Linked DNA regions of Mus musculus: regions 1, 2, 3, 4, 6 and 7 are each linked to region 5. A link is a contact called in public promoter capture Hi-C data. All regions are on one chromosome and are shown on one strand. Each heading gives the region's core, a stretch centred on a gene start, on an enhancer-like site or on the middle of the called end of the contact. The rest is flanking DNA. Distances are from core to core; before and after follow the strand shown. Region 1 holds the start of Tcp11l2 (t-complex 11 (mouse) like 2). Region 2 holds the start of Polr3b (polymerase (RNA) III (DNA directed) polypeptide B). Region 3 holds the start of Platr7 (pluripotency associated transcript 7). Region 4 holds the start of Tle5 (TLE family member 5, transcriptional modulator). Region 5 holds the start of Chst11 (carbohydrate sulfotransferase 11). Region 6 holds the start of 4930463O16Rik (RIKEN cDNA 4930463O16 gene). Region 7 overlaps Nuak1 (NUAK family, SNF1-like kinase, 1).

Evidence for each region. Promoter capture Hi-C pulls out the DNA fragments that hold promoters and counts their contacts.
Region 1: a contact with region 5 is called in a promoter capture Hi-C map of pre-B cells, with 4 times the contacts expected there. The contact joins the promoter of Tcp11l2 here to the promoter of Chst11 in region 5. A contact is called at or near these places in 2 of 39 promoter capture datasets (hippocampal neurons and pre-B cells).
Region 2: a promoter capture Hi-C map of stem cell-derived epiblast-like cells shows a contact between it and region 5, with 2.1 times the contacts expected there. The contact joins the promoter of Polr3b here to the promoter of Chst11 in region 5. A contact is called at or near these places in 3 of 39 promoter capture datasets (hippocampal neurons, pre-B cells and stem cell-derived epiblast-like cells).
Region 3: a promoter capture Hi-C map of hippocampal neurons shows a contact between it and region 5, with 6 times the contacts expected there. The contact joins the promoter of Platr7 here to the promoter of Chst11 in region 5. A contact is called at or near these places in 3 of 39 promoter capture datasets (hippocampal neurons, liver and pre-B cells).
Region 4: a contact with region 5 is called in a promoter capture Hi-C map of pre-B cells, with 3 times the contacts expected there. The contact joins the promoter of Tle5 here to the promoter of Chst11 in region 5.
Region 6: a contact with region 5 is called in a promoter capture Hi-C map of stem cell-derived epiblast-like cells, with 3 times the contacts expected there. The contact joins the promoter of 4930463O16Rik here to the promoter of Chst11 in region 5. A contact is called at or near these places in 6 of 39 promoter capture datasets (hippocampal neurons, liver, neutrophils and 2 more).
Region 7: a contact with region 5 is called in a promoter capture Hi-C map of hippocampal neurons, with 3 times the contacts expected there. The contact joins the enhancer-like site here to the promoter of Chst11 in region 5. A contact is called at or near these places in 4 of 39 promoter capture datasets (hippocampal neurons, liver and pre-B cells), 1 of 115 datasets of contacts at active chromatin or transcription factors (microglia) and 1 of 9 other capture datasets (embryonic stem cells).

Annotation. Positions count from the first base shown.
Region 1 is chr10:84,575,680-84,579,704 of GRCm38.p6, forward strand. It overlaps Tcp11l2 (t-complex 11 (mouse) like 2), which reads left to right and starts at 1,268. Exons shown (of 10, transcript NM_146008.2): 1 at 1,268-1,333.
Region 2 is chr10:84,620,889-84,625,153 of GRCm38.p6, forward strand. It overlaps Polr3b (polymerase (RNA) III (DNA directed) polypeptide B), which reads left to right and starts at 1,410. Exons shown (of 28, transcript NM_027423.2): 1 at 1,410-1,650. The coding sequence starts at 1,579. Gm17249 (a long non-coding RNA gene) reads right to left here and starts at 1,757. Exons shown (of 2, transcript XR_380645.4): 1 at 1,309-1,757; 2 at 1-570.
Region 3 is chr10:84,551,020-84,555,178 of GRCm38.p6, forward strand. It overlaps Platr7 (pluripotency associated transcript 7), which reads right to left and starts at 2,319. Exons shown (of 4, transcript NR_040658.1): 1 at 2,241-2,319; 2 at 1,629-1,691.
Region 4 is chr10:81,556,863-81,560,814 of GRCm38.p6, forward strand. Tle5 (TLE family member 5, transcriptional modulator) reads left to right here and starts at 2,582. Exons shown (of 7, transcript NM_010347.4): 1 at 2,582-2,806. The coding sequence starts at 2,780.
Region 5 is chr10:82,983,779-82,987,555 of GRCm38.p6, forward strand. Chst11 (carbohydrate sulfotransferase 11) reads left to right here and starts at 1,719. Exons shown (of 3, transcript NM_021439.2): 1 at 1,719-2,204. The coding sequence starts at 2,087.
Region 6 is chr10:84,485,629-84,489,662 of GRCm38.p6, forward strand. It overlaps 4930463O16Rik (RIKEN cDNA 4930463O16 gene), which reads left to right and starts at 2,665. Exons shown (of 4, transcript NR_108059.1): 1 at 2,665-3,553.
Region 7 is chr10:84,387,224-84,391,439 of GRCm38.p6, forward strand. All of the region lies in intron 4 of Nuak1 (NUAK family, SNF1-like kinase, 1), which reads right to left. Among named protein-coding and RNA genes, the nearest start is that of Nuak1, 51 kb to the right of the region's middle. Within about 2 kb of position 1,663, at least 96 of the 459 cell types and tissues checked have an H3K27ac peak or open chromatin away from gene starts, as enhancers often do. A contact at or near this core is called in hippocampal neurons and microglia, where this site is marked.

The DNA of each region.
Region 1 (4,025 bases), core at 18-2,517, 1.6 Mb after region 5:
GTAGCTAACAGTGAGCTTCTAAGAGTGCTTTAGTTCCATTCTTATCCCACTGAACAAGAAGATCTCTTGGGTAGGCAAATGTTAGGGACTTGGTTATAACCTCAGACCAGTCCATGCTGTACAATTGTATTTCTATCTTGCTTTAAACTATTGTCTGCTTTTGGTTTTCTTCTTTCTAGAATGATAGTAGACAATTTGCCTCCACAATCCGATATGATTTTAGTCCTAAACAGGAATATTTCAGCTTATATAAAGTTCATTTATTTTTTTTGTATGACGCTACCCACAAGTAATACCAACTTGTACCTGGCAAAATAGTGGTTCTGTTTCTTTATGCCCAGAAGCAAGCTCACGAGAAGTTATGCTTAGTAAGCCTGACCACACAAGAGCCCCTCCCAGCACTTATTTACATTAAGCCTGGTTGAAAACTCTCCCCAAGATAAGCGCCGCCAAAGAACCCTTAGAAGAAGTAAGACACTTTATCTTTGTGCACAGGCGAAGCCTTCGGAGAGCTTAGGTAGGTGTGGCTCCCAGAAACCAATCGTCCAATTCAAGGGGCAAATCAGGACCCGTGTTTACAAGAACATGTTGACACGTGTGGATGACGCGGTTGGACGCTGATGTGCGTGGGACAGCCTGTTTGGAATGTTGTTGACTCGCTTGGCCCGGTGTGTGTGGCCATTGTGAAGGTGGGCATGTAGTGTTTTTATATTACTGCCGCGAGCGGACACCAGAAGTCTGTCCGTTCGGTTGGAGTTAGTCCATTTCATCCTACCTGGTAAACTGAAAGAAACAGGATTGGGGGCGTCACCCGCTGCACTTAGGCCCCGCCCTTACACAGCCAGGCCCCGCCTCCGAACGCTTTAGGCCCTACAGCAGCCCAGGCGCTCCCGGCCGTAGGCTGCCCCAATTCCGTGTTCACTCCTCTCCCCGCCCCTGGCGGTCCGGACCGTACCACCACTGAATATAGGGAGCACACATTTCTCGTGTGCAAATGGCTTTCTGTCTGAGCCTTCTTCAGCCTTCACGATAGAAACGTGAGAAAGCTATGGTTTTTGTAGACAGACTCTTCAAGAATTTAGGGATCTTCGCCAGAACCCTGCCCTGGATTCTGGCGCCGCGGTGCTATAGTCCCCCTCCAGTTCCTTCCCGAATGGTCGCGCCCAGGGAGTACCTCTGGGCCCTTTAAATACCGCGTGGGGCTGCGGGGGGGCTCCAGAGTTGACAGACTGCTGAGTCTCCCCTTGTCTGCGACGCTGGTTGAGGGGGGATACGCAGAGCCCCGCGACCCCCGCCACCTAGCTTTCCTCGAGTCTCTACGCGGGATCCGGGGGTGCGTACCCATCCCAGGGGAGGGGCCGTGGGATCTGAGGGGACCGCGTCTCCTTATGGCAGCGGGAGGGCTCCTTGTGCCCTCCGAGTTCGGGACATTTGACCTCGGAGTCAAGGCTTGAAGTGGGGCACGGTGGCAGTGGTGGCCCAGGCTCTGCCGGGGCCGCTTGGTCGTGATGACATCCCTTTGGGTGCGTGCCAGCGACTGTGCTCAACGGCGCGAGACGCTCTGGGCTCCCCGTGCGGTCAGGTCCCCAATCCCTCGTCCCTGGAGGAGTGGGACTGAGCCGCGGTGGGGCCCGGCTGGGCCTCGGCCCTATGTTTGGGTCTTGTTGCTGGGTTTCTCGAGAGCTGGGTTCTGTCCCGGCAGTCCCCTCCCCCAAACGTTTGTTTTGACAGGAAACGTGGTGCTGCTAGAGGGAGGGGCGAGCAGAGAACGTGGGCGAGCGGGCAGGACTCCTGGGACTTCCGTTGGACTTGACTGTCCAGGAGGCCAGCTCAGGTCACATCTGGGTCAGACCCTTGCCTTCTCAGACCCTTGCTTTGCCTTGCTTTGGGTGGCGCCACAAAACATAGCAACGAGATTCGGTGGCACGTGGATGACACAGTTATGTGTTTACGTTAGTACAAGAGGAAAAACTTCCATTAAATGAGCGATTTCGCAATGTTTACTTCTAAAATGCGTTTATTAGACTGGGACTGTAGTTCTGTGGTAGAGCACTTTACAGGACTGTAGGTTCTGTCCTCCCCCAACCACAAGAAGCCCAAATCATGTGTTTAAACACAAGAATCCAGTCAACAAAGAAGGGTTTGTTAAACTACCGTTACAAGCAGAGTAGAAACACTTGAGTGGTTCCAGTGAGAATGGAACCTCCCTCTTTCATCGTTGTCTTGGTACCTTAACGGTAAAGAAACCAGGCAACTTGTCTTTGTCCTTAGTGGGCTGCTCAGCACAAGGTGGTGTTCAGCTCTCAGCTCTTAGTTAACCTACCTCCCAACTGATAATTTCAACCAGTTCTTACACTGGTTCCTGGGCTAGGAGTCCCCATCCCACCTCCACCTCCACCCCGCCCCGTCTACTCTGCCTTTTTCCTACCCCCATGGATTTCATACATTGCTCCACTTGAAGTGACCCAGGGCTGAAGGGCGCCTTACCCCCCGGGTGTGCAGCACAGGTGTTAAACTAGGCATCAGGGATGGGGGGGGGGCGGGGGCAACGCTTTCCAGGATAAAAAGTGCTTAGAAATCCTTCCCAATGCTGTAATGACACGTGGAGCACGGGCATCTGCCTTTTAGACAGTGGCTGGCTTGTTGGCTTTTGTCTAGCTCTCCGAGGCGGGCAAAGACTCGATGAGGACCAGTACTGTTCTCTCCGTGCTGTGTTTTTTGCCTTACTCTAGCCTGGTGCTAAAGCACGGTTTGATCGAGGATGGAAATTGTCTGGCATCTGCAAATTTTTTCCGTCAGAGCTCAGTCTTGCCTTTAACCCCCTATCCTATAAGTGCCTTATGCCTGACTTTGGTAAAGTCTTGGAAGGAGAGTACCCACTAAACGCTTCTTGCCACCTCTTTAATCCCCCCCCCCCCAATCCTAGCCTTAACTTGGTGGATTTCATTCCCCAGGGCCCTTGTTGGATAACCTGAACAATCTACTGCCAAATGTTTTTGACTTGCTAGCTGTAAGCAGTTAGTCCTTTGGGTAATACCTGAGTTTTAAGGAGGGATTTCGAAAAACATAGGGAATGGCCCTCTGATAGAGGACTTTGGTCACTACCGTGGGGTGATCGAATGCTGTTTTGTTGAATGATCTCTTTCAGCGATGTCCTTCACGGTATAGTGCTTGAACAGCTGTCCCAGGGTAAGGTCATCTTGCTTCCACACGTGAAAGTGTCCGTGTGATGATAGACAGAGCAATTTGGCAGAGAGGGATGGAAAGAATGATTAGCAGGACACTGGTTTCCTCCAGCCGTCCCGACGGTAACATGCATGGGCTTCAGGGGTCCAGCCTGCTGCCTGGCTTTTGAGGGGAGCCCCTGCACTGCTGTAAACCTGTGGGGCCATCTCTCTGATCCCTGGCTTCTTATTGTAAACAAGAATAGCACCTACCTGACATAGTTGTATTGCAGATTTGAGGAAATAAATTATCTGAAGCACTTACAGAGTGTGTTACTGAGACCATCTCCAAAGCTGTTGGTTCTAATTGCTACTTTTTTGTATCATTGAGTATCAGAAGAATATAGTGGTACAAGGTACAGTGCTCTTTAAGCTACTAGGGCTTGAGGCCTTGCTAGCCTTGGAATTGTGTTGAGATAGGCACTGGACACTGGAGAAGGGAATGCTTTCTTCCTATATGCATTTTAAACGTTACTAGAAAGAGAGATACAGACAGTTAAACTACTACAGTAAGTACCTGCTTAATGAGCAGTGTGATACAGGCAGAACAGCCCAAAAACTCTATTTTATGAGTAGATGTGGGGCCAAATTTGTTCACATAAGGATATTCACTGGGTTCCTGTATGTACTGGGCAGTGAACTGAACTCTGGGTGGCTAATTTACATGAGGGCAATGAGGGGGCTTCAGGCAAGAGTACCTTGAAATTGTGACATTACATTCCAAATGTAAAAGACAAGGTGGCTGACAATCCCCCAAAAGTCTGCTGTGTGCAGAGCCCGAAAGGTTTTTGTTAAGATAAG
Region 2 (4,265 bases), core at 160-2,659, 1.6 Mb after region 5:
GGTGAACTATTAAATAGTTCAACTATTAAATGGCCAGGAGCATTGTACACACTCATGTGACACCATCCATCTCCACAATTTTTGTATGTTCCCAAACTGAAACTCATTTAAAAACTGTTGGCATCTTTTACCTCTTCTTCCCATGGGATTTTTCTTACCATTGGACTTGCATGAACTCATTTCCAATTTCAGTGACAAATCCTTTTGTCTTCTACCAACTGTGTGTTTACTATTCATAGAGATTTTTTATAGGTGTATCTAATTTTTTAAAAATTAATGGAATACAACTTTTAGCAATTCTTATGCTTTCTCCGTTGCCATCCTTGAAATCTTTCACCAATCAATGTTATTAATACATTACCTTTTCTTTGGAGACAGGGTTTCATGTAGCCCAGGCTGGCCTCGACCTTGTTAGGTAGCCAAGGATGCCCTTGAATTTCTGGATGCCCTCCTACCTCTAGCTTCTAAATGCTGGGATTATAGGTGTCTGTGCTGCCGTGGGAGGATTATGTGCAATCCTTCGTTTATTCGGTGTAGTGGTAACAAACTCCGTCCCTCTGACGTTTCCTTCTAGTGTTTTGTTAAGGTATATTTCATCGACATAGGATTTAAACATATTTTCCCCCAAACCGTTAATTAACTATTCTAATATAATTTATTGGGTTTTCCCTAAGAGGATCTTGGACCTCATTCTTCAAACTCCCTGAGACAGTGAGGTTGTGATCCTACCACCTCTACATACCAAATGCTGGGATTAAAGTCGTGGGCCCCTACACCCTGTCATAGCAGGAATCAACCCCAGGTGCTCTGGAAGAGCAACCAGTAGTCCTCAATCCCTGAGCCGCCCCTGGGTCCTAAGTCACTGATCAGGTCGCTCCCGTTTAAACCCTTCAATGGTGCTTTACTATTCCCAGGGAGAAAGTCTAACACCTTCTAAGAGTTAACACATTTCAGAATCAGGAAGGCATCTTTTACTGCCCCCTGGCTGTCCTGGAACTCACTTTGTAGGCCAGGCTGGCCTCGAACTCAGAAATCCGCCTGCCTCTGCCTCCCGAGTGCTGGGATTAAAGGCGTGCGCCACCACGCCCGGCTGATGCCTGTTCATTACACGCAGGTACCACCAATTATTTAAGCAAGGACTTTTGCTCTTCTGTACTACACAACATACAAGCAGTTTAGACTGAGTTAATTGAAATCTCTGCTTTAGAAGTTCATGTTGTGACTAATGTGTATTATCGAGTCATTTTTCAGATTAGTTATACAGTTAGAACTACTATACTTTGCCGTATTCAATCATTCTGGGGATACTGGAAATGAGCCTGTCAAGAGGCTAGGATTAGCCCGGCGAGACCTCGGAAGTACACCAGTGGGTGTAGTTTTCCACATCCGGCTCGGTCACTTCCGGGTTCCTCCGCAGGTTAGGCCCTGACCAGGCGGAACCTTTTGAAACGCCTCCCCGTAAACAAGCGCCACGGGGACACCGGAGGAGAACGCACACCACTCTCCGCGTGCTACTTGCTTGGAGCCGCACGGGCGGATGTGAACATTCTGCCGACTTCTTCCTCTACCGTGAATGGAATGGATGTTCTAGCCGAGGAGTTCGGGAGCCTGACTCCGGAGCAGCTGACTGCGCCGATCCCGACTGTGGAGGTAAGTGCCGTGAGCGCAGGCAGCGGAAGAGGTTGGAGACGACTAAGGAGGCGTTGCCGGGAGAGTTTTCAGGATGACGAGGGCGGGTCCCTGGGCTTCTACGCATGCTCAGAACTTCTGCACATGCTCGGAGCTCCGGGTGTGTGAGCTTTTACCAGGTGTGGTTCTTGAGCGTTTGTAGCAGCAAGTACAGATCTCTCAGTAGCGTCCTACGTTTAGAAGCTTAGCGAATGGCTCTCGGGTAAAGCTTTTCTAATTTAAGTGTGCACTGGCAAGAATTGGTCCTTGTGTATTCTCTCAGGAACCAATATCTTCTTGCCGATCTCACCTGGAAGGACACAGAGATCCTGAGAACGTAGGCAATGTTCTTGAGGTCCCATAGCCGGCTTTGGTGCTAAAAGTAAATGGGAATCTCACCCTTGTCATCATTTTCCTTTTACTCCACAGTTTCTTTGGACTGCAGGTTTAGTTTAAGTACCTTGACTATCCCTTCGTCCCCCATTTTTGATCTTGTATTTTCTTAGGGGCCCCTATAGCTTTCATCAGATTCTTAAAAGTTAAAGGATAATTGCTTCACGGTGAACTGCCTAAGGAAGTGCAGTTATTGACATGATTTTGTTTCCTGAGAAGGTATATAAATTCTCACTGAACCTTGACATCTTTGGCACAGAATAGGGACATCTAGGACTGAAGATGGTCGAGGAAGAAATTCAGGCAGAGGAACAGGTTGTACATGACCCCAGACACACCATCAGTTGTTTCAGGGGAACAAATAAATCTAGTGGAGCTAGGGGAAGAGGGCAGTAAAAGATGCCTTCCTGATTCTGAAATGTGTTAACTCTTAGAAGGTGTTAGACTTTCTCCCTGGGAATAGTAAAGCACCATTGAAGGGTTTAATTGGGAGCGACCTGATCAGTGACTTAGGACCCAGGGGCGGCTCAGGGATTGAGGACTACTGGTTGCTCTTCCAGAGCACCCGTGGTTGATTCCTGCTATGACAGGGTGTAGGGGCCCACGACTTTAATCTCAGCATTTGGTATGTAGAGGTGGTAGGATCACAACCTCACTGTCTCAGGGACTTTGAAGAATGAGTTCCAAGATCCTCTTAGGGAAAATACACAGTATTTGTCTTTGTGTTTGGCTTATTTCTCAGTGTTCCCCTACTCCTAATCAACAGGACCTGCAGCCCATGCAGCAAAGGATAGTTAAGAATGTAGCCCAGTCCAAAACTGCAGACTTAACTCCAAGCTTTATGAGTGTTATTTTATTTTACTTTTAATATTTTTGGTATGGCTCTCCAGGGAGAGTTTTGTAGATCACAGCGTCGTGTTACAGTGTTGCTGTAAGGAACCTTCCTCACAATCGTCCTTAATTGCAGCATGAGCTGGAACTCTCGGTGTCTTCCAAATGGGCCACTACACTGCTTTCTGGTCCTTCTGTCTGTGTTTCCCAGCCCTAACTCAGCTTTTGAGCCACGGTGCACTGGCTCACTGGAACCTGCTGTCACCTCATTCACTACCTTAAGCCTCTTCAATGTACCTACCTTTCTTTCCTCACCATGTCTAACTCATAGCAGGCATAGACATCCTCAGTGTTCTCCACCCTGCCAGCTCCTTCAACCCTGTGCGCTTGCACACAGTGGCTCCCTTTATTTGGAATGCCTCCCTCATACAACCACCATGCTCAGTCATGGCAGTATACCTAGCATCTATAATAATCCACCTCACTGCATACTGTTATAGCACCTACCAAGTGTCATTCCATTTGCTTACATGTCGCCCCTATTAAGCTAACGACTTCTGAAGTCAGGAGGCAAGTCTGTTTACTTGTTTAAGTTGCTGAAACACTACCCCATAAGTACTCAGTATAGTCGATTAGTATTTGCTCACCTCATCGATGAATAATAACCAGCCCCAAAGCCTGAGTAACTTTTCCTACCACAGTATAATATGAAGGAAAAATATAATAGAAATGATTAGTTCAAATAAACCAGAGCTCCTGTCTAGAAAGTTGTAGAGAAAATACAAGTTGTGGAGCTGAATAGAAAATAGGCTGAGCTAAAAGGAAATAGCATTTGTTCATTTAACTCAGCACGCGAAACTATTGCTCTAGTAAGTACTGTTCATTACTGTTTATTATCCCACTTACATAGATGGGAATAATCAATATGAGTAAGTGCAATGTCAATTTCTGAGTCTCCCGTGCCATTCTTTGCCTTCTTTGGCAAAGGCAGTAAGTAACATGATTCATTATGTTCATTCATTCAGAAAAAAGAAAATGCCAAAGCCTGAGCACCCTGCTACAGAGAATAAGACCAGGGAAAGGGGCCAGCGGTGTTAGAAACACGCAAGGGTCTATGGCAGACACTGTGGTAGCTTCCTAAGGAAGACATGATTGAAACACAAAATGTAATCTACAAATTAAAGTTGAAAGTTTAATGAGAAAAAAAACTATCAAAGACAGAATAAGTATACAAGGGGAAAAACAAAACAAAACAAAAACCCAACCCAACAGAGCAAGTACACTAAGCAATGGTGGGAAAGAGGTGGGAAGTAAGCATTGGCCAGACTTGGTAAAAACAACAACAACAACAACAAAAACCATGTTGATGACTT
Region 3 (4,159 bases), core at 1,069-3,568, 1.6 Mb after region 5:
CTTGTGCGGTATCTGCTACACTTGTGGACTTTTATACTGTTCTGTGTTGTCTGCCCCTCCTCTCACATGCAGGGCTCACACAGACATATCTCGGAGGTTACAGACAAAAGCAATAAAGAGCTTTTCACACTAAATCGACAGTTACTGGGTTTGAGGGTTCAGTGGTTTAGAGCATTTGTTGCTCTTGCTAAGGACCTGGATTAAATTCCCAGCACCCACATCGGGGTTCACAACCATATGTAACTACAGTTCCAGGAGTCCAACATCATCTTCTGACCTCTATTCACACCAGACATGTACCCGGCTTATGTTATACATGTGGGCAAAACATTCATATAAAATTTAAAAATAAATAAATTAGTAAAGATTTACTGGGTCTTCAGTGTCCACACAATGTATGTTTACACCATGCCATAGCCCATCAAGTGTGTAATCATACAGTGCCTAACAGTTTAAGCAAGTAAGATAATCACTATGAATCACCAGAGCCTTCTGTGTTGGTGGGGATCTTGACACAGTGTGGATGGCTACTGTCTTATCAGGGTGGTGGTTGATGAAGGTTGAAGTAGCTGTGTTAATTTCTTCAAATAACTTGCCAGTGGGATCCTGTTGCTGTGATAGAATGTCTGGCAACAGCAGTTTCATGAAGGAAGGTTCATTTAGACCCATAGTTTACAGCCAGCCTTGTAGGACGTCATGGAGACTCTTCCTTTTCACAACAGACACTTCTGCAGCAGGCAATGTTGCTGTCTTTGTTAGGGTTTCATGCAGTGAAGAGGCACCATGACCAAGGCAACTCTTAAATATTTCATTAGGACTGGCTTACAGTTTCAGACATTCAGTCCCTTATCATAACCGCAGGAAGCATGGCAGGGTCCAGGCAGACACCATGCTGGAGGAGCCAAGAGTTCTACATCTTGATCCAAAGGCAGCAACAGGAGACTCTTCCACAGGCAGCCAGGAAGAGGCTCTGATTTCCACACTGGGCAGAGCTTGAGCATAGCCAACCTCAAAGCCCAGTGACACACTTCCTCTAACAAGGCCACACCTCCTAATAGTGCCACTCCCTGTGAGCCAAGCATTCAAAGACATGAGTCTAGAGGGGGGTGGGGGGAGGCAGCAAACCTATTCAGACCACCACAGGGTTAGGGTTGGCTAGCTCATTGAATGTTACCCAGGCTGAAACTGCTTTCAGTATTCTCTCGGGCTCTGTTTTAGCCGAGCCTACATCCTATGATACTGTCTGCAGTCTTCTGAGCTCCTGTCAGTGTTGGTATTTTGACATTCACAATATTATCTTCAAAGACTCTAATCACAGAGCCCCATAACACGCTAATATTGATGAAAATTTTGAAATATTATGAGAATAACCAAATTGTAACACAAAATTAAATGAGAACATGCCTTATGGGAAATGGCTCTGGTAAACTGCTTTACGGGAAATGGCACTGGTAGACCTGCCTTGGAAGATGCACGGTTCCCAAACCTTTCACTTAAAAAAAAAAATCACAATTTTCAACCTGATAACAAAATCTAGGTAACACTGTTTCTAAATAAGCAAATTATCTGAACAGATACTTTTCAAAAGAAGAAATACAAGTCTGGAACTAATAGAAAAAAATACTTACCATCTTTAGCCCAGAGAAATGCAAATACAAGCCACAATGAGATTCTATCTCCTCTCAGAATGACTACCAAAAACAAAAACCAAAAAGGTGGTAAGCATCAAAAGAGAGAAGGTAGAGAAACATATAGAATGAATGTCCATTGTGATTCTTAATTTTTAAGATTTTTAAAAATTATTATTTATTTTATGTATGTGAGTCCACTATAGCTGTCTTCAGACACACCAGACGAGGGCATCAGATCCCATTACAGATGGTTGTGAACCACCACGTGGTTGCTGGGAATTGAACTCAGGACCTCTGGAAGAGCAGTCAGTGCTCTTAACCGCTGAGCCATCTCTCCAGCTCCCATTGTGGTTCCCTAAAATCTTGATCTTTATATGACCTAGCTTTCCCACTTTTGAGTATATATCCAAAGACAACTAAAACAGAGTATCAACAAGATGTCTACATGCCCATGTTTAATCATGACAGTATTCATAATAGCTAAGACACTAAGTGACCCTAAGGGCCCTTTAATAGATAAAGAAAATGTGATCTATGTTCACAACAAAATATCATTCAGCCATAAATAAGAATGTCCACAACAAGATCCTATTGCAGAAAACACCACACCTGGTAGTTGTAAGCATGATGAAACCGAGCTGGAATTGAGCTGGAATGTCTCCCCTGACTTGCTCTCTTCAATAGTGCTGGAAAGTGATGTGCAGGTGGCTGGGGTTTGGGCATGGGGGAGTTGTTAAGGCTACCAACTGTGTTACATACCTGTGTACACTATATGCCATACTATTGGTCTGCCAGGCAAGACATGCCTGTGCATGCAGTCATGGCATGGTTGCTATAGAGGTAAACAACTGCTCTCTGATTGGACTTGAGGCCTGCACCACAGGAAGAAATTCATATCTGCTACTGTAAACAAGGTCAAAAGCCCATGGCCCAGGAGGTCATAGGCCCTAGAGGAGAAGCTACTACTGTTGTTCCTAAATGAGCTAGGAAGCCCCAGAGCTAGCTAGCTAGCGAGGTTTCCCACCAGTACTCTCTGGATATGATTAAAAGCCCTTGCCTCAAAGAATATGGTGAAAGAATGGTTAAAACTGATTCTAGACATCAACCTTAAGCTCCACATATGTACGCATACATGTGCATGTTTCCACACATGTGTGTCCACACACATGCAAATACCTACATACTACACACACATATAACACACATACACAATCACACACACAGAGGACAGGACAGAGAGAGGTTGGGGGAGATGTGAATAGAGGTTGGGTTTCATTAGTGCACACTGCATGCATGTGTGGAAATGTCACACTGGATGCCATTAACATGTATAATTAATATATGTTAATAAAAATGAAACAATTCTCTGAAAATGAAATTATCTTAAGAGGACAGTAAAGTGAAGTGCAATAAACTAGTTGTACCAGTTCCTCTCTGCAGCCTGGGGAGGGAAGGTCACCTTCTCTCTTCTCTCTCCCCTCTTTCCTTCTCCCTTTCCTTCCAGCTTCAGTCTCTCCACATGACGAGATAAAACACACTAAAATTTCAAAATCAGTGTCCTGAGGAAATTTAAGGCCTTACCCAAGATCTCCACAAGTTGCTTGGAAACATCTTTTCTGAAGTTTACTATCCTAGCCACTTCAGACTCCATGAACTTGTACATTGAGATGGTCTACCTTCCCGTCTCTGGTCCTATGTGCCTATGCAGGCAATAGTGACATGATGCTATGAAAGCAAACAACTGCTCTCTGATTGGCTGTGAGGCCTGCACCACAGGAGGAAATTCATGTCTGCTACTATAAACAAGGTCAAAAGCCTATGGTCCTGGAGGTCATAGGCCCTAGGGGAGACTGTTATAGATGGAACAGCAGCCCTTCTTCAGTCTCTATGGAAACATCCCCCACGCTCACTTAGAAGGCAGTCTAAATACATAGATATGGTCAGAGACATTGGGGAACTGAAGAGAAATTTAGACAGCTTCAGAGTGAACTTAGATAGCCTCGTGAAAACCAAACCAAAGCAAACTCTGGGGCACGGATGCTAGGAAATGTGTTCCCCTTGGCTGCTCTGCTGGGTGGAGTGCCTCCCTGGGCCCTCCCACTTCCTCCCTCCCATTGCTCTACGTGCATTTGCAAATGCATGTGTGCAAGAACTTGATTAAAGTCTGTATTCTCTCAAGTCTGGAATTCTCCAGCTCACACTGGTCCCAGCCTCCTGGCTCAGCAGGTGCCTAGTTGGATGAAAGGGGCATTCACTGCAGCAGAACCGGTTCCTCTTGGTCTGTTTATAGAGAGCAAACTTCTCTTCTCTTCTCCTCTCCTCTCCTCTCCTCTCCCCTCCCCTCCCCTCCCCTCCCCTCCCCTCCCCTTCCCTTCCCTTCTCTTCTCTTTTCTTTTCTTTTTTACCTGTTTTTATTCATTAACTTTGTGTTACTGTAATGAAATACCTATAGCAACCAATTTAATAAAGGGGAGTTGTTTGCTTAGTTCATGATTTTGGAAGTTTAACTCTAAAACCATTGGCCAGGG
Region 4 (3,952 bases), core at 1,332-3,831, 1.4 Mb before region 5:
ATTACTTGTCTTGGGGAAGAGGGCTGTGATTGGGATATAAAATGAATAAATGAATTAATGAATAAATAAATAATTAAATAAAGGGAAAGGAAAAATTGCTTGTTTGTTGTTTATTCATCCACCCACCCACTCACCCACCCATCTATACATTCATCCAACCATCCATCCATCCATCCATCCATCCATCCATCCATCCATCCATCGGCTTTTTGGGGTCTCACTGTGTAGTACTGGCTGTCCTAGAGAGGTCTCCGTAGACCAGGTTGGCCTTGAACTCACTACCTCTTCCTCTTGAGTGATGAGACTTAAAAGACATGTGCCACCACTGCTCAGATGATAAACAAACAAACAAACAAATGCCTGTCTCAAAAACAGCAGCCATGGTGATTCCTGGGCCCGCAGTGGCCTGCCCTGCTCTCCAGTGTCCGGCCTGTGTCTGGGCCTCCCTCAGTGGTGTCCCATCCTCTTAAGCTGCTGAGTCTGGCCGGGCAGTGGTGGCGCACGCCTTTACTCCCAGCACTCAGAAGGCAGAAGCAGGCAGATTTCTGAGTTCGAGGCCAGCCTGGTCTACAGAGTGAGTTCCAGGACATCCAAAGCTACACAGAGAAACCCTGTCTCAAAAAAACAAAAAGAAAAAAAAAAAAAAAAAAAAAAGAAAGAAAAAAGCTGCTGAGTCTGGTACTCAGCACTAGACTAACTAAGTAACTAAGTAACTACTTAGTAGTTACTACAAGATAAACTGTGCCATCCTGGAGGCTGGAAAGTCAAGGCAGGGATGTGACCACATAGGACCAGCTGCTGCTGTGACACCTGACACCTCTGGCCCTGTTGGAATCAGGGACTGCCAGAAAGCCACAGAAAGGTCGATGATCACAGGGAAGGCTGGTCTCATGCATGAGGGCCATGAGTTCAGGGTCTTCCTCTGCTCCAGAGTTCCAGACCAGCCTGAGCTACATGAGACCCTGTTTCTATAAAATAAAATAAGACAATGTCACAGGTCAACAGTGGGACCCTTATCCAAAAGTCCTGTGAGCAGGATATGGGTCGGTATCAGGAGCAGCCGCGTGGACTCCTGCCTCCGGGATACCAGAATCAGAGGCCTGGTCCTGTCTCTTGAGGCCTGCAGTCTCTAAGGCTTCCTCTTACCTTCCTCTGCCCTCTGTGGCTAGGGGAGGTCCCAATCTCTCCCCACCGGGGTTTGCCATAGCCATGGCCTGGCTGAGCTTGGCTGGCCACTGTAACCTCTCCTCTCTAACCTCGTGGCCATTTGAGTATGACACTCAGTGATATTCGTCTCTGTCTGTCTCAGGTAAGGAAATGTTTGAGACAGGGTCTTGTTATACAGCTCAAGCTAGCCTGAAATTGTAGGAATCCTCCTGCCTCAGCTTGCTCTGAAGTGTTGGGGTAAATAGTATTGGCCCAAAGAACTATTTTATTTATTTTATTATTATTATTATTATTATTATTTTTTTTAGTTTTTCGAGACAGGGTTTCTCTGTATAGCCCTGGCTGTCCTGGAACTCACTTTGTAGACCAGGCTGGCCTCGAACTCAGAGATCCACCTGCCTCTGCCTCCCGAGTGCTGGGATTAAAGGCGTGTGCCACCACGCCCGGCTCCTATTTATTTTTTATTATTTTTTAAGACAGGGCTCATGGAGCCCTGGCTGCCCTGGAACTCACAAGGTGGGCTTGAATTTACAGAGATCTGCCTGCCTCTGCCTCCCAAGGGCTTAGATTAAAGGCTTGTGTTACCACACCAGCATATTTGTTTTAATCATTTGTTTTTGTTTTGTTTTGTTTTGTTTTTGGACAGGTCTCACCTCAGTAAGCTGGGTCACAGGTTGATGCTGAATTTTCGATAATCCTCCTGCCTCAGCTTCCCAAGTGTTGGGATCACACTAGGACCTGGGGAACTCTTACCTTTTATTTATGAGACAGGTCTCTCTTTGTAGCCCTGGTTGTCCCAGAAGTCTCTATGTAGACCAGGCTGGTCTCAAATCAGAGATCCACCTGCCTCTGCCCTGAGTGCTTGGATTAAAGGTGTCGGCCACCACCACCTCCTGTGGCCCGATTTAACTTTTTCATGTTTTGAGATAAGGGCTCCTATAGCCCAGGCTGTATTCACTGTGTAGATCAGGCTGGCTTCCACCTACCTCAACCTACCCAGCACTGGTAATAGGTCTTGTACCCCAGAACAAACCATGTCTTACTTTTTGTTGTTTTAAGACAGGCTCTCTGGTAACCCAGGCTGGCCGAGAACTCTTGATCCTCTTGCCTCTGCACCCCAGTCATTAGATTACAGGACTGGGCCCCCATCCTACCTCTGTGGGACAGGTGTCACTCTACTGCCCAGTGTGGCCCCCAGCCGTGCCAACCCTCCCGACTCCAAAGAGGACATAGCACACTGTAGGCACTCCATAAATCCACCGTGAAGCCTGGGTGTCCAGGCTGCGAGTCTGTGGCCTTGGGACTGGGGGCGGGGGGCACTGAGGCAGGCCTCCAGCTGGGGTTCCGGGCCGTGGCGGGGGCGGGGCGCGCGGGGCCAAGGTCACGGGTGGGGCGTCCGGGCCTGCGCAGTGCCGGGCGCGGCAGGTGGAGCGGGAGCCCGGGCGGCACCGCGTCGCCATTACACAATAGCGCGGGCGGCGCGGGCGGGCGGCGGGCGGCGCAGGAGGCGGGACGCGGGGCCCCGGAGCTGTCGATCGGGGACAAAGCGCGGCCGCCCGGCGCCCCCCGAGCCGCCCGAGCCGGGGCGCAGCCCGCGCCCCCCGCGACTGACATGATGTTTCCGCAAAGCCGGCACTCGGTAAGGGGAACCCCGCGCACTGCACCCCAGAGCTCTCCCTGCACCCCCAGCTCAGCTCACTGCACCTCCGGCGCTCACCCTGCACCCCAGCTCATCTCACTGCACCCCTTCTAGGTCGGATCCCGTCTCTCTCCCCGCCCAGGGCCTGTCCCAGGGGCTCCCTACGCTTCCCCAGCTCCCACAGGCCTGTTCTGTCCCCCCAGCCCTGGGCTCTTCCCCAAGGTCCTTGCACCCCACAACCCAGACCCTACGCACCCCACCAGTCCAGCACTGCATCCTTCAGCCCGGATCCCTGAACTTTGATCCCTGCCCTGAGTCCCCTCACCGCCTCCCCCACACCTCGCCCAACCCGACTCCAAGGTCTTCTTCCACCCCCACCCCCCACCCCCGGGCTCCGGATCAGCCCGCACCCCACTGCAGCCGCATTCGGCCTGTCTTCCTGACCTGGGGCTCAGGCCCAGAGCTGCAGCACCCCAGTCACAAGCCCATCATCCCCTCACCCCAGACGCGCATGTCCTCCAGCCCTAGATCTTGCATCCCCACCTCGGTGCACCCCCCCCCCCCCAGGCCCAGCTCTCTAAGAGCTTCAGACTGGCCTGCCACCAAGTCCAAGGCCCTGCACCCACCATCACCTCGGCCCTGCACTTCTTTCCACCTCAGATCTGCCCTGGCCCCAAGTCTGGTGCCCTCTACCCCCCAATACAGTTCCCGCACCCCCTGTCTCTCTCTCCAGCCCTGTCGGGCCTGGCGTCACCATCCGGGCCCAGCGCCACCCCCAGCCTGGCTCCGCGTCCCTCCTCCAGCTGCAGGCCCCGCACCCCAGCGGCCTTCCTCCTCCCAGCCCCCATCCTGCACCCTCAGCACTAGGGTTGGGGAGACCCTGTGCCCGTATAATGTCCAGTGCTCCCTTGTCCGGAGCCGGATACCCCGCAGTCTTCCCACCCCCCGCCCCCCCAGCACTAGGCTCCGTCCCTCTCATGTCCAAGCCCATCTGTCGTCTCCCACACCAGCTCCCAGTGGCCTTGCTCCCCACACCCTGCCCCTAGCCTTGCTCCCCAGATCCGAGATCTTACACCCTAACTCCTGACCCAGTGCCCTCAGATGCCGGCCCTGTACATATCCCACCCCCCTCGCTCCCCAGCCCCC
Region 5 (3,777 bases), core at 469-2,968:
ATCTTCCAAAACCCCCAAAGACTCACATTTCTCACGTCTTCCTTGGGTGTGTGACTACCCAAACTGGCTTATTATGAATGTCCAGGCTCAACAGTGTGGTTTTCTGCCTTGGGCAGAAAGATGATGGAATGAAAGGCATGCAAATCCCTCTTCATCGTGCTTTGGTTAAAGAAGATAATGGCACGCCTGTAATGAGCAGCCCTGCAGGCCCTCTGGGGGATATGCCCCTACAAGGGGTCCATCCTCCCACCCAGTGCACTAGGAGGAGACTATACAGCAGTGCCTACTCACATCATGTGGGGACTCCCTGGGGAGTGGCTTGTATTGGAGCATGTATATCTCGGCCACCTCAGCAAGCAACTCATTCATAAAGGAGCAGCAAAATAATACTGGCTACATAAATATCTCCCTGTAATTGACTCTTGTCTGAATCACAGGAAGCCTGCGGACTTTCTCTGCTGAAGGGAAAACTTCAGGAGAAGGAAGAGGAGGTTTGGAGGCGTTTCTGGATACATGTATCAGAAAGCAACTTGTGAGTCTGTCAAATGTGAGGGGAGGATAAGGCCCATTACATTCAGATTCGACAAGAATTTATCAGTGCCCCTGTGAAGAGACACATTCAAAGGTACAATGTCTTATGGAATCCAGCATTCTGTAAATGCATTTAATGGTAAAGTAGAAAGGTCAGGCTTTACAATAACCCTGCTTTCCTGGCATAAAAGTGATCTCCTTATCATTGACCCGCGTCCACCTTATTGATCCTTGGCCACCCAAATGCATGGAGCTGAGCATTTAACAACATTTTACACAATGCAGGTAAGCAGCGCCATCTTTCTCTCTACCTGCCAAGGCTAAGCTGGCTTGGATCTCCCCCTCCCAGCCTCCACTCCCAACACTTTGTTGGACTTTTAGGGGCGTCTTTTCACATCCGTCCGACTGATTCTCATACACTTCGAATAAATTACAGAAAGCTGTACCTTTTGGTGAAACAGTTTTAAAAGCTACAAACCCGCTTTGCCCCGAGGGGTGCGGGTGAGGGCACGTGTCAGAAAGGCTAGCAGCGGCAGTCACCAGATCCTGGGATGCCGGAACAGTTTCCCTAACCTTGACTTTAAGTCCGCTCTCTTTAACCTCTTTGCAAAAGCAGCCCTCAAGCTGAGCTGTCCTTTGAAAGAAAAACGGAACTGCCCAGTTTTTGATCAGTATGAGAAGGGCATCCGCTCTTAGGGGAGCGTGGGGCAACTTCCCCTGCTAAACCGCCCAGGGATTGTAAATGGTCGCGTGTCAGCAGGGCTCCTGTTTGCCTCTGTCACCTAACCTGCTTCTCGCCACACCGGAGAACGGGTGGCAGCACTACAGCATCTTATTCATGGTTTTCCCCCATCCCGGTTGTGTCATGGAAACGTTCACGCAACCTCGAGACAGCGGCCCAGCTCCGCCCAGGGACTGAGGGCTTTTGGGACCCTGCGGGAGCGTGCTGCGCACTCCGGACTCCCCGGGAAACAGCTGGACGCGACCACGTCTCGGGTAGGGGCGGGGGGAGGCGACGCTCCGCCCCGGCGCGGCCCCGCCCTCCCCGCTCGCCGGCGCCCTCCCCTCGCCGGGGGCTGCGAGTTGCGTTTGGTAAAACCCAGCCCTGGAATATATAGATCACTGGAGCGCAATGAAGTAGCTTTTGGCGAGGGAGGGAGGGAGGGGGGCCTGGACAGTCACAGAGGCCAGTGCACGGCGGCGGCGGCACCTTCCTTCTCGCATCCCGGTCGCCCGGCCCGTGAGGAGGCAGCGGCGGCCGCAGGCGCCAGCAGAGGAGGCGGCGGAGCATCGAGCAGAGGCGAGGCGGACCGGCAGGAGCGCGCGGCCGGAGCCACGCATCCTCACACTTGCACACCAACTCCTGCGCCTTTCACCCTCTAGACCAGAGTCGGGGCCTCGGAGAGCCTCGGTGAAGCTAGCGGGAGCCAGCTCCGGAGCCCAGCCAGCTCTGTTCTGAGCCTCCCCGGTGCTGGTACCCCCGCGGCGGGGTCCCCGCTTCTGCGCTCGGGACGCGCCTCCCGGACAGCCGGGTCCCCGCGGCCAGGACAAAGCCATGAAGCCGGCGCTGCTGGAAGTGATGAGGATGAACAGAATTTGCCGGATGGTGCTGGCCACTTGCTTCGGATCCTTTATCTTGGTCATCTTCTATTTCCAAAGTATGTTGCACCCAGGTAGGGGGCGCGTTAGCGTGGTTTTGTTGGATATTTTCTCCTCTCTCGCTCTGCTTTCTGCTTCTTCCAACCTCACCTCTTCCCTTCGGCCTCTTCGGGGCTCTTTACTGCCGGGATCCGCGGGTCACGGAGTTGGGATGGGAAGAGAAGGTGCGCTTCCTCTTCCTCCCATCTCCAGGCTAGAGGTTGAGACTGCAAGGAGAGACAGCGGCGCGTGTTGTTGCCTCCTTTTTCTTTTCTTTTCTTTTCTTTTTTTCTTTGTGTCTTGTCTATTGGCTAGGTGGCATAGAAAGGTAGGGCTTGTTGGAAGCTGCCCGGGTTGATGGGAAGACTACAAAACTCTGTCCGGGTTGCTGCTGAGGGCTGAGGTGAAGCAGGCGCTGGCAGCCGGCTGTTCTGCGCCAGGCAGCGCTGCCTCTTCCTGGTTGGGGACCCCCGGGCGAGTGGTGCACGCCCCGGCTGGGTAGTGAGTCCCTGCAGCCGCCTGGGAAGCCCCAAGCCCAGCTACCACGTGTTCCAAGCTCAGCAGCAGAGCAGGTGTGGGGACAGAGTGGGTAGGTTCCCTGCTCTTCTCTCCATCGGGGGAGATATTTTGCGAAAACACCCCAGGGTCCAGCACGGTGGTGACTTTGCAGCTGTTGCTCCTGGGCCTGGTCTACCATCTCCTGGCCCCAGACCCCCCAGCTAGGAACTCCAGAGCCTTTGGGCTGCACTTTGACCATCAAAGCTCTTGGAGATACTTTGTGCAGTTTCATCCCTTCTTCTTGGGTTCTGAGCATTTAGAGACTTCTGCAGCACAGGAACGAATCCTTCCTCACGTCTTCTCTGGCTTAGGCTAAATACCAAGTCTCCTATCAGGATAGGCAGGGCCTAGGCACCCCTCATCCCGGGGGTCCAGAAGGAAAGTTTGGTGCTAGAGAAGAGAGGGGCGCCCTGGAGTGCTCTGGCCGGGCTGTGCTGCATGGTTTAGAAGCCCAACAGGTAGGACTTTCTAAGACGGTTCTGTATGTGGCCACCCAGCCTTAGACTTGGGAACCCCTTTCCCCATTTCTTCTGGATCAATAGACCTGTACTGGGTCACCTTGACATATTTTGACTCCTCAGAGTCGCTACAATAATCATTTCCTTTCCTAATAGCAGGGAGGAAGGGGGTGGGGTGGAAACACGTATCTTTCCAGGGAAATAAGGCTGTTTTTTTTTTTTTTTTTTTTTTTTTTTTTTTTTTTTGCCTCCCGCCTTCTTTACGTGTATAGCTAACACTTTCAGTAGACTCAGCCGCGAATTCATCAAGCCAGACAGAGCCGTAAAGCTGTTCCTTGCATCAAACAGGCAGGGATTCCTTGACAGCGCAGGGACAGACTGGCCTCTCTTCCTTTTGGGGCTCACAACAGTTGTTAAGGAGGTCTGGCTGCCAAGAATATGGTCTTGTGCTACCCGGACACCCCAGCCAGTCCTGGTAAAAGATGGCTTTTGTTTGCAGCTCATATTTTTAGTCTAATGTCAGCAAACTCCTTACTCAAACCTGTGGTTGTGAAACTTGTGAGAGAATTTAAAAATGGACTTTGCTGGCATT
Region 6 (4,034 bases), core at 1,415-3,914, 1.5 Mb after region 5:
GGTCTGTCTGATAACTGGGTGACTAATTGTGTTTGGCAGAAGGCTAGATTGTAGTAGATCCCCAAGTGGAGTAGGCTATGAGCAGTACTGCCACTACTCCTTAAGGCCCATCCTTACCTTGTTATTTTCTCATTGTTAGCACTAAATACCTGACTGAGACAACCCAAGTAACAGAATGGAAGGTTTATTTTGGCTCATGGTTTGCAGATGCAAGTCCATCATGGCTGGGCAGGCCGGGTAGCAGGAGCACAAGGAGGCTAGTTACATTGTATCCACAGTCAAAAGCAAACTCTCTCTCAGACATGCCCCAAGTTTGTCTTGCAGATCCCATCAAGTTGACAGCCAATAACAACCATTTCACCTTCAGCCTGCTTTCTCTGTGGTGGGACTCCTGGGAGTTGGCAATCAAAGCAGCTACTCCCTCAGCCTGCTACAGAGACAGCTGTGGCTGCTTGGAAAAACCTCACGTGCTCAGAAAGACTCTGACCCAGCTGCCAATGGAAGCGGCTTCAGAATGGTGATGATATCCCGCAGGTGTCGCATTCTAAAGTCTCTCGTCCCCTCCCAGGAAGCAGCACAATTGTGGCCAATGCATTCGGCCATGGCTGTTTCTGGAGACTTGGCTTTGGCTGTGGCAGCTTTGATGTCCCTTAAATCATCCTATTTACAGCCACTCTAGATAGATAACTCGTGTGTGTGTGTGTGTGTGTGTGTGTGTGTGTGTGTGTGTGTGTGTGTGTACACAGCTGTTCTTGACTTCCTCAAACCTGTCCTTAACTGTCTAGGAAAGAACACCTCCCCTGACCATGAGCGCAACATAGATGTATGAGTGGCCATGTGAAGAACACTCATTTTACTCTCTTCAGAACAAACTAGATTCCTATGCACTGCCCTCCTTATGGCATTGCAAACTAGGCCCTAGTAAATCCTCATCTAAAGTGCTTTGTTATGTACATGTGATATATGGATGTATCGTGATATACATTAATATGTATATACATATGGAATATGTGATATACATGAATATGCACATACATATTCCATATGTAATATGAGATATGCATATGTGATATACATGAAGAACAGACAACTCACTGGGCTGCGAGCTAGAAACACCAAGGTAGCTAAAGAGATCTGCAGAATGGCTGGGAGCCAAGCCTATGAGGAGAGACCAAACCATGAAGAACTGAGGAGACCTGACCCAATGAGTGGCCAAGAAGGCAAAAGACGGCCGAGGGCAGTAATTGCAGGAGACAGGTTGCCAACACTGGGAGAACTCCTGGGTCTGACCACAGGAGGAGTTTCAAAAAGTCACCAAGACTTCCAAGCTCTGACAGCTGGGGACCCACAAGGGCTAAGGCATGAGATTTGAAAACTAGCTTGTGAGTACATGAACCCTGGAGTTACAACATGAAGATCAGAAGGTTCCAACCCCCTTCCCTGCCCCACCCCCGTGTTTGGAGTTGTCATTTATAAAAAACAAAAAAATCTGCCCCGTGCCTCTGTGACTTTCCATTCAAATAAAGGAAAAAGGCTTTCCACCGATTAATAACGCCACGAGGGCTTCCTCTCCACAGCCTCTGTTATTAATGGAACTGCCCTCCTATAATACCCTGGAGGCTATTCTTCCTCTAGCTGATATCTGAATCCATTGTTTATGACAGACTTTCCTAGTCATTCTATGTTGGGGTCACTGTGGTGGTTCAAATAAGAACAGATCTAATAGGCTCCATATATTTGAATGCTTAGTCACCAGGGAGTGGAATTCTCTCAAAGGAGTAGAAGGATTAGAAGGTATGACCTGGTTTGAGGAAGTGTGGCACTTGGGGTGGGCTTTATGGTATCAAAAGCCCCCCCTTGCTCTCTGGCTCTCTTGCTCTCTCTCTCTCTCTCTCTCTCTCTCTCTCTCTCTCTCTCTCGCCTGATGCCTCTGGCCAGAGGATCATCAACAGTCCAATATGGAATTGGCTACTACCCTTCTCGTTCCCCTTCTCCTCTTTTTCCTAATCCTACTAATCCCACTTTGTCTTATAGACTTCTTGTCTCGATCCAAAAGATTTCTAACCAGACATTTAATCAGTTTTTATTCCAAAATTTCCAGCCCTTAGCTCTGATGTCAGAGGCCTGTGACATTTGGTTATATCCTGATGGGAAAGATCAAACTTGCCCCCAAGGAACTCGATGCCCCCAATCAGCAGGAAGCAGTCTAATGATAATATCACCTCCCTTTATGACCCCTGACTTTGTCAATAGTAAACAAAAAAGAGGGGAATGTTGGCTATTCACCCAGCCGGACTTCCTTGCCATAGACTCCCTTTGTAAACTTTAGAAACTGTATACTTTGTCAACTTTGTAAACCCTCAAGGCAGGTTTGAGGACCTCCAGCAACCAGGGCCCATCCCCCAGATTTCTCTAACGGCCCACCCTAACGGTCATATTCTAACAGCTGTAACTGTCATTCCCAGCGCTGAGGCAGGAGAATTTCCAAGCCCCTCCCCACAAGAAAAAAATACCACTTATTATTTAGTAAGAAACTCCACCAATCCCTGAGCTCCCCCAAGCTCAGGTCTTGAAATCCCACCAATCCTCACCCAGGAAAGCTCTGCCTTGGAAAGCTCCACCCCCTAAGAAATCCTATATAATCCCTGCTTGCTGTCTTCTCCAGGAAACATAGGTAACAACCTCATGTACATTTCTCCACGCCCTGTATTCTTCCCTCCCAGTAAATCTCTTTTATGATGTTTGCTGCCTGATGTGACTCTCTCATCAGAAGAAGCCAAGAAGCAATGAAGCAAAGAAGGGTAGATGGGAGCAGGCTGAGGCTCCGGAGCTCAGCTGGGGATACGTCCCCTGGGACCTGCAGTGTAGAAGAGGAGCCGCTAGGGGGAGCTGATAACAGTGTAGCACTCCAGTTGACCAACCATATCCTCCATAAGGGCTGCAAGCCCTCTGCTAAGGTTTCCTCTCAGAGTTGTGTGGTTCCTGGGCTCCCACGTCTCAGAATGTCCTTCCTTTGCGACATTGTCCCACCTCAGAGCTGTGTATGTTCCTGGGCTCCCAAGTCCCAGGATAACTTTCCACTGAGCAGAAACACCAACAGTTGTTATGCCCAGTGCTCGGGAACCCCAGAAGAATGCCAGGAAGTACAAGTCCGATGTTAAAGAGACTCAGAGCAAAGTCTTTCCCACTGTGCAGGTTAGGGATGTGATGCCCGCATCCAGGGGCTTGGAGTATATATACACGTGCATATTCATAGGCAGAGCTCCTCGAACTTTGGGGTTACGTGACTGGGGAGGTGATGAGGGAAAGCTATCCTTCAAACCCGATAACGTTTGTTCAGGGCAAAACCATGCAGCTGGGAGGGGGACCCTCCTGACCTGGGAAGTAACTTTATGGAGCTATCAGGAGCTAGTGTATTTTTACATACTGGTTGCAGCTGTCTGGGAACACTTAATTGCCCTTCCTTCATGGTCCAAGCATGGGCCTTTTATCATTTCAAGGATGTTTGGTCCTTGTTCCCTTCAAGGGCAGGAGCCTTCTGCACCTGAGAAAGGTTGGTTATCAAGGAGAGTGACACAGAAGCAAGGGTTTGTTGTTTTTTTGTTCGTCTCTCTCCCCCCTCCCCGCCGCCCAGAGTAGGGGTGGGAGTCGTTAGGGGGAAGGGAGTGCCACCATGAAAAGGGGAATTGCAATATTCCTGCGCCAGGCTGGGCCTTCTCTGTTTGCCCTCTCCAAAAGAACTGGGGCATCTATGCTGAGAAAGGGGAGGAAGGGGGCTCTAACTGCACCAGTGGCCGGAAAGTGCAGAGGCAGGTTTCCTGCGTTTCTTCACAACTAAAAACATGTTCCTCTATGAAGTTTCCCTCTTTAATAAAACTTGCTGGGGCTTCTTGGAGCCCCTTTTCTCAGCTGGACTTCAACCTCATTGCTATGGTTTGAATGTGCCCACCTCCAAAATTGGGCTTTAGGAGCTAGGGTGCCAAGGTGACATGACCATAAGGTTTGTGCCCCTTACAGATGGAATTGGTGTCATA
Region 7 (4,216 bases), core at 413-2,912, 1.4 Mb after region 5:
TTTGTAGTCGGCCTCATTCCTGATGAGCTATAGGAATTTCCCTGTCTGAAAAAAAAAAAAAATGAGGCACTTGGTCCCACCCTGGTGAGGACATTCTAAAGACGAAAGGAGACAACACATGGAAGGTCTGGCCCAGGGCTCTGGCTTCCAGCAGGAGTTCAGCAAATGTGCTTTCGTCCTTCGGTTTCCTTCCCTCTGCAAGCTCATCATCAGATCCCTCCCCAGCAGACCCTTCCCCAGCCTTCAGAACTCTGCCTGTCACCACTTCCCCCTCAAAGGCTTTCTGCTCCATCTGGCTAGACAGACCCACCCCTTCCTGTTTAGCACGTCCAGATGGCACAGGGGCATCTGGTCTGCCAAGGGATAAGAAAAGCTCTCTGGAGGAAGACCCCCTAGAGGATAGACAGATAAGGGGGAATGGAAAGGGCATTCCAGACAGAGGGAACCGTGTGTTCCAAGGTCAGGAAGGCAGAGAAAGCTTTGTAGATTTGAGGATTTCAAGGGCAATGCAAAGGAGCCTTTCTGGACCAGATTCACTGAACGGCACTGCCAGGCGCCGTCCCCACCCTGATCAACCTCCTTCACAGCACAAGTGGATCACATACTCTTTTGTTTATTGGTTTCAGCCCCAGCTGAAACCCCAAGTCCACTGCAGGGAGGGGGGCACACCTTATCTTCTTTGCCTTCTTAATATTTGGTGACTAGTTATCACTACTAGTTAAATGACCACCAGACTCAGAGCTCCAAGACAAGAGGGACCTGGCCATCCCTCCCCCATTAAATCCCCCAACACCCGGCACAGGACTAACGACATAGCATTTGACACTTGGTTAAGTATTTTATGATCAAGCCATATGCTCTATACTAGATATTCAGCTCCTGAAAGGATAGAAGAATGACCTCAGGCAGCGCAGGTATGCTGTGATATAAATAACCCCACATATACACACTCGGGTGCACCTGATGGGTAAATGAAGGAGTTAATGCAAGACTACAAAGTTCTCACACTCCAAAGCCCAGAGGTCCATGATGCCAAGCTTCGCCTTGCTAAGCTGCCAAGATTTCTATCTCTTCTTGTCACTGCCATTCAAAGCGACTCTCTTATCCACAGCAGCCATGCCTCCATTGTCACAGGGGCAGTAGATCATCTCCCCTCTGTTCCTCTCTCCTGAGCTCTGAAAGCCCTGCAGATTCCCAGCCCTGCAAGAGGAGGTCAGCTGACCCGGGCGCCTGGCCCTCTTCCGGCAGGCACTTTTACAGGAGCCTTCTCTGGGAATGGTCAGCATTCCATTCTCCCAGAGAGTGGGATGTGAATCTGGCCTGTTTTCATTAATTGCAAATTAATGCTAGGCTGGGTGCTATTTTAGTCCACGCTTCCACAGAGGGTGGAATGCGACCCAAGGCAGCTAGCGCATCGCGCTCATTCCTTCTGCCGTTGGACTGCGTGAATATTTTTAGAAGCCGCACCCTCTTGCCGTGGCCAGATAGATAATTTCCAAAACCAGATGTGCTCATTGCAAATCAGCATAAGGCACAGAAGGGAAGAGCAACCAGTCACATGGCTCACACCAAAACTGCAGCAACATCTAACACATTCCAGCCAGAAGCATCTTTAGAGACTTCCCGCGGGGCCACAGGAGAGGTGGACCCACAATGTGACAGCCACTCCCCCTGCCCTTAGCACGATCGATCTTGCCACTCACATCCGGTTGGTTGGTAGTCCATTTGTACCCACGGTCCCCCTAGGCCAGGCAGCGATGGCCTTTCATTCACACAGAAGGCCAGCTTGTGGCCATGTGTATGACTGCTTCTGTCAGCAACTGTCCTTTCTAAATATGCATCTGCAAAGTGCTGAGTCAGGAAGCGCGGATTCCCATGCAGCCGGAAGGCAAATCAGCACCAGCTGAAACACATTTTTAAAACACTTGGAAGTGGGTGCAAGAGGATGGAGTTTGCCTGGAAGTCAAACATGGGAGTGAGTTTTAATCCTGGCTAGGGGCTCCTTTGCCCACAAATCAATCAGTTATAATGCTTACATGTGCCAGGCACCAGGAGATGCTCTGGAATGAGAAAGACAACAAACTCCTGATCTCAGGCACACCCCTTAGACAGTCCAGGCTGGAAATCGACCCTCAACAAGTTCTTTCAACTAGACTATCAGGTCTTAGTTGACATCTCTGCAGCAACGGAGGAAACAGTAAATAATGACTTGTTAAAAGGACAGATTTGATTATGTGTGAGTGTGCGCACACGCGCGCGCACACACACACACACACACACACACACACACATGCTCACACACGTTCCCACCCTGGGCAATGTCAGGAGCAGAGATTCCTAAGAAAACAGACAAAGAAAAATATAGGACCAAAGTTGACTTTTGTAATTAAGTACTATGTGTGCTACTTGGATACAAAAACAGAGGCTCTCAGGTGGAAAACCTGGTCCCCAGGAGCCCCATGCCCTACAGTCACTTCTCTGTTGCTTTGGGTTTTACAAATGAGCTGTTCTTCCAGGCTGCTGCCCCATTGTCCCCAACACAATTGCTCTCTGAATTCTGGCCATTCTTCTGCTCCATTAGGGAATTCTATGACTCCACAGGAAGCTATGCACCTTATCACTTCTGGGGCTACAGCATGGGACCAAGAGGTCCCACTGTACCACAGAACCCAATCCCCAGGCGAGAGGCTCACATTCCAGACCTTGTATAGTCTACATTTAGTTCCGAGGGCTCCCGGCGACAGGTGGCAGGAAGAATCTGGACAGGGTATCACTGAGATCAACAGATGATATGGAACCCTTAGAAGGCAAGGGTCCAAACTGACAGCAGGCCCGACCACCACCCCATCCCAGAACCACTTGCCCAAGCTTCTGGCTTTCCATGCATTTCCTCCTGCAGGGGCCAGACACTTAGACTTAGGCAAGCTCTTGGGATGGACACAGCTAAGCACCACCTCCTCTGAATGCATTTCTAACTACTTTCACATTTATTGTCGGTACCTAGAACTGGGGATTGCCCACAGAAACTCTCGGGAAAAAATTGACTGGGGAAAATAAACAAACAGTACACAGCTCTTCTTCCTACCTGACAGGAGAAGCTAAGTTCAGTGCGTGAGAAATTTATCCTGAACCCTGCTATCAGCAAGAGACAGGGCTACCACACAAACCTGGGCCATCCAACTCCAGAGCCTCCACTCCTAGACTGGACTCATTTGCAGACGGTTGATTCTGACAGTTTAATTCTGAACATAGAAAATACCTAGAGCAAGTCTGTGGCTGTTATTATTATGTATTTTGTAACAGGAGGAACTGGGTTATGTGGGGTTTTTCCAAGGTCAAGGAGCTGGGAAGCCCCACAGCCCATAAGTTGGCTTTTTGGTTTTTTTCCCCCTGTCAATACAATTTTCAATTTTAGCAAGTGAAATCTGAAATCTGAAACACATCCCCAATCCATAATTTTTACACTTGATAGTTAGTGCTCCTTCTAGAATAATCCAGCCACTTGCCAAAAAGGGATTTGAGATTTCATTTCCTGTTCTGAAGGAGAACTGTTTCAACCCATCATTTTCACCAGGCTCGGTGGACTGGACAGAAATATGTAACTGAGGTCAACTCTTCCGTGAGTGGCAGGCCATGGGGATGTGTCTCTCAAGGACGGCTCAAAGGATGCTCGTGACAGCCATGTTCTACAGACCCTAAAACAGCTCTAGCCTTCCAAGTAAGGATGTGGTCCAGCACACACCCACTGACTGACACGACAGGGGCAACTGAAGAGGAAGACGTGCAGTTGTTGCTATCCCTTGTCTGGGGAGGGTCCATTTGAGGGCTCTTGTGGGCAGTCCTGAGGCCATTTCATAACGAAACCCGTACAGCAAGCTCCATTGATTTTGAAATGGTGTTTGCTTGCTTTGTGGAGGGGTCTGAGGGACATTCAGAGTGCTCCCAAGGAAGCCCTTGAGCCCTCTAGAGCGCTCTCCAGCTTCAGCAGCCGTCAGAAATAAATGTGAACCCCATCACTCACTCGCCCTTTCTTTAAGATTGATTTTTGTTTCTAATTATGCGTAGGTCCGTGTGTCTGGTGTGTGGACCTGTGCACTTGTGAGTGCAGGTGTCCTCAGAGGCCAGAAGAGGGTGTGGGATCCCCTGGAGTTATGGGTGGCACCCCAACATGGCTGCTATGAACTAAACACAGGTTCTTTAGAAGAGCAGCAAATGG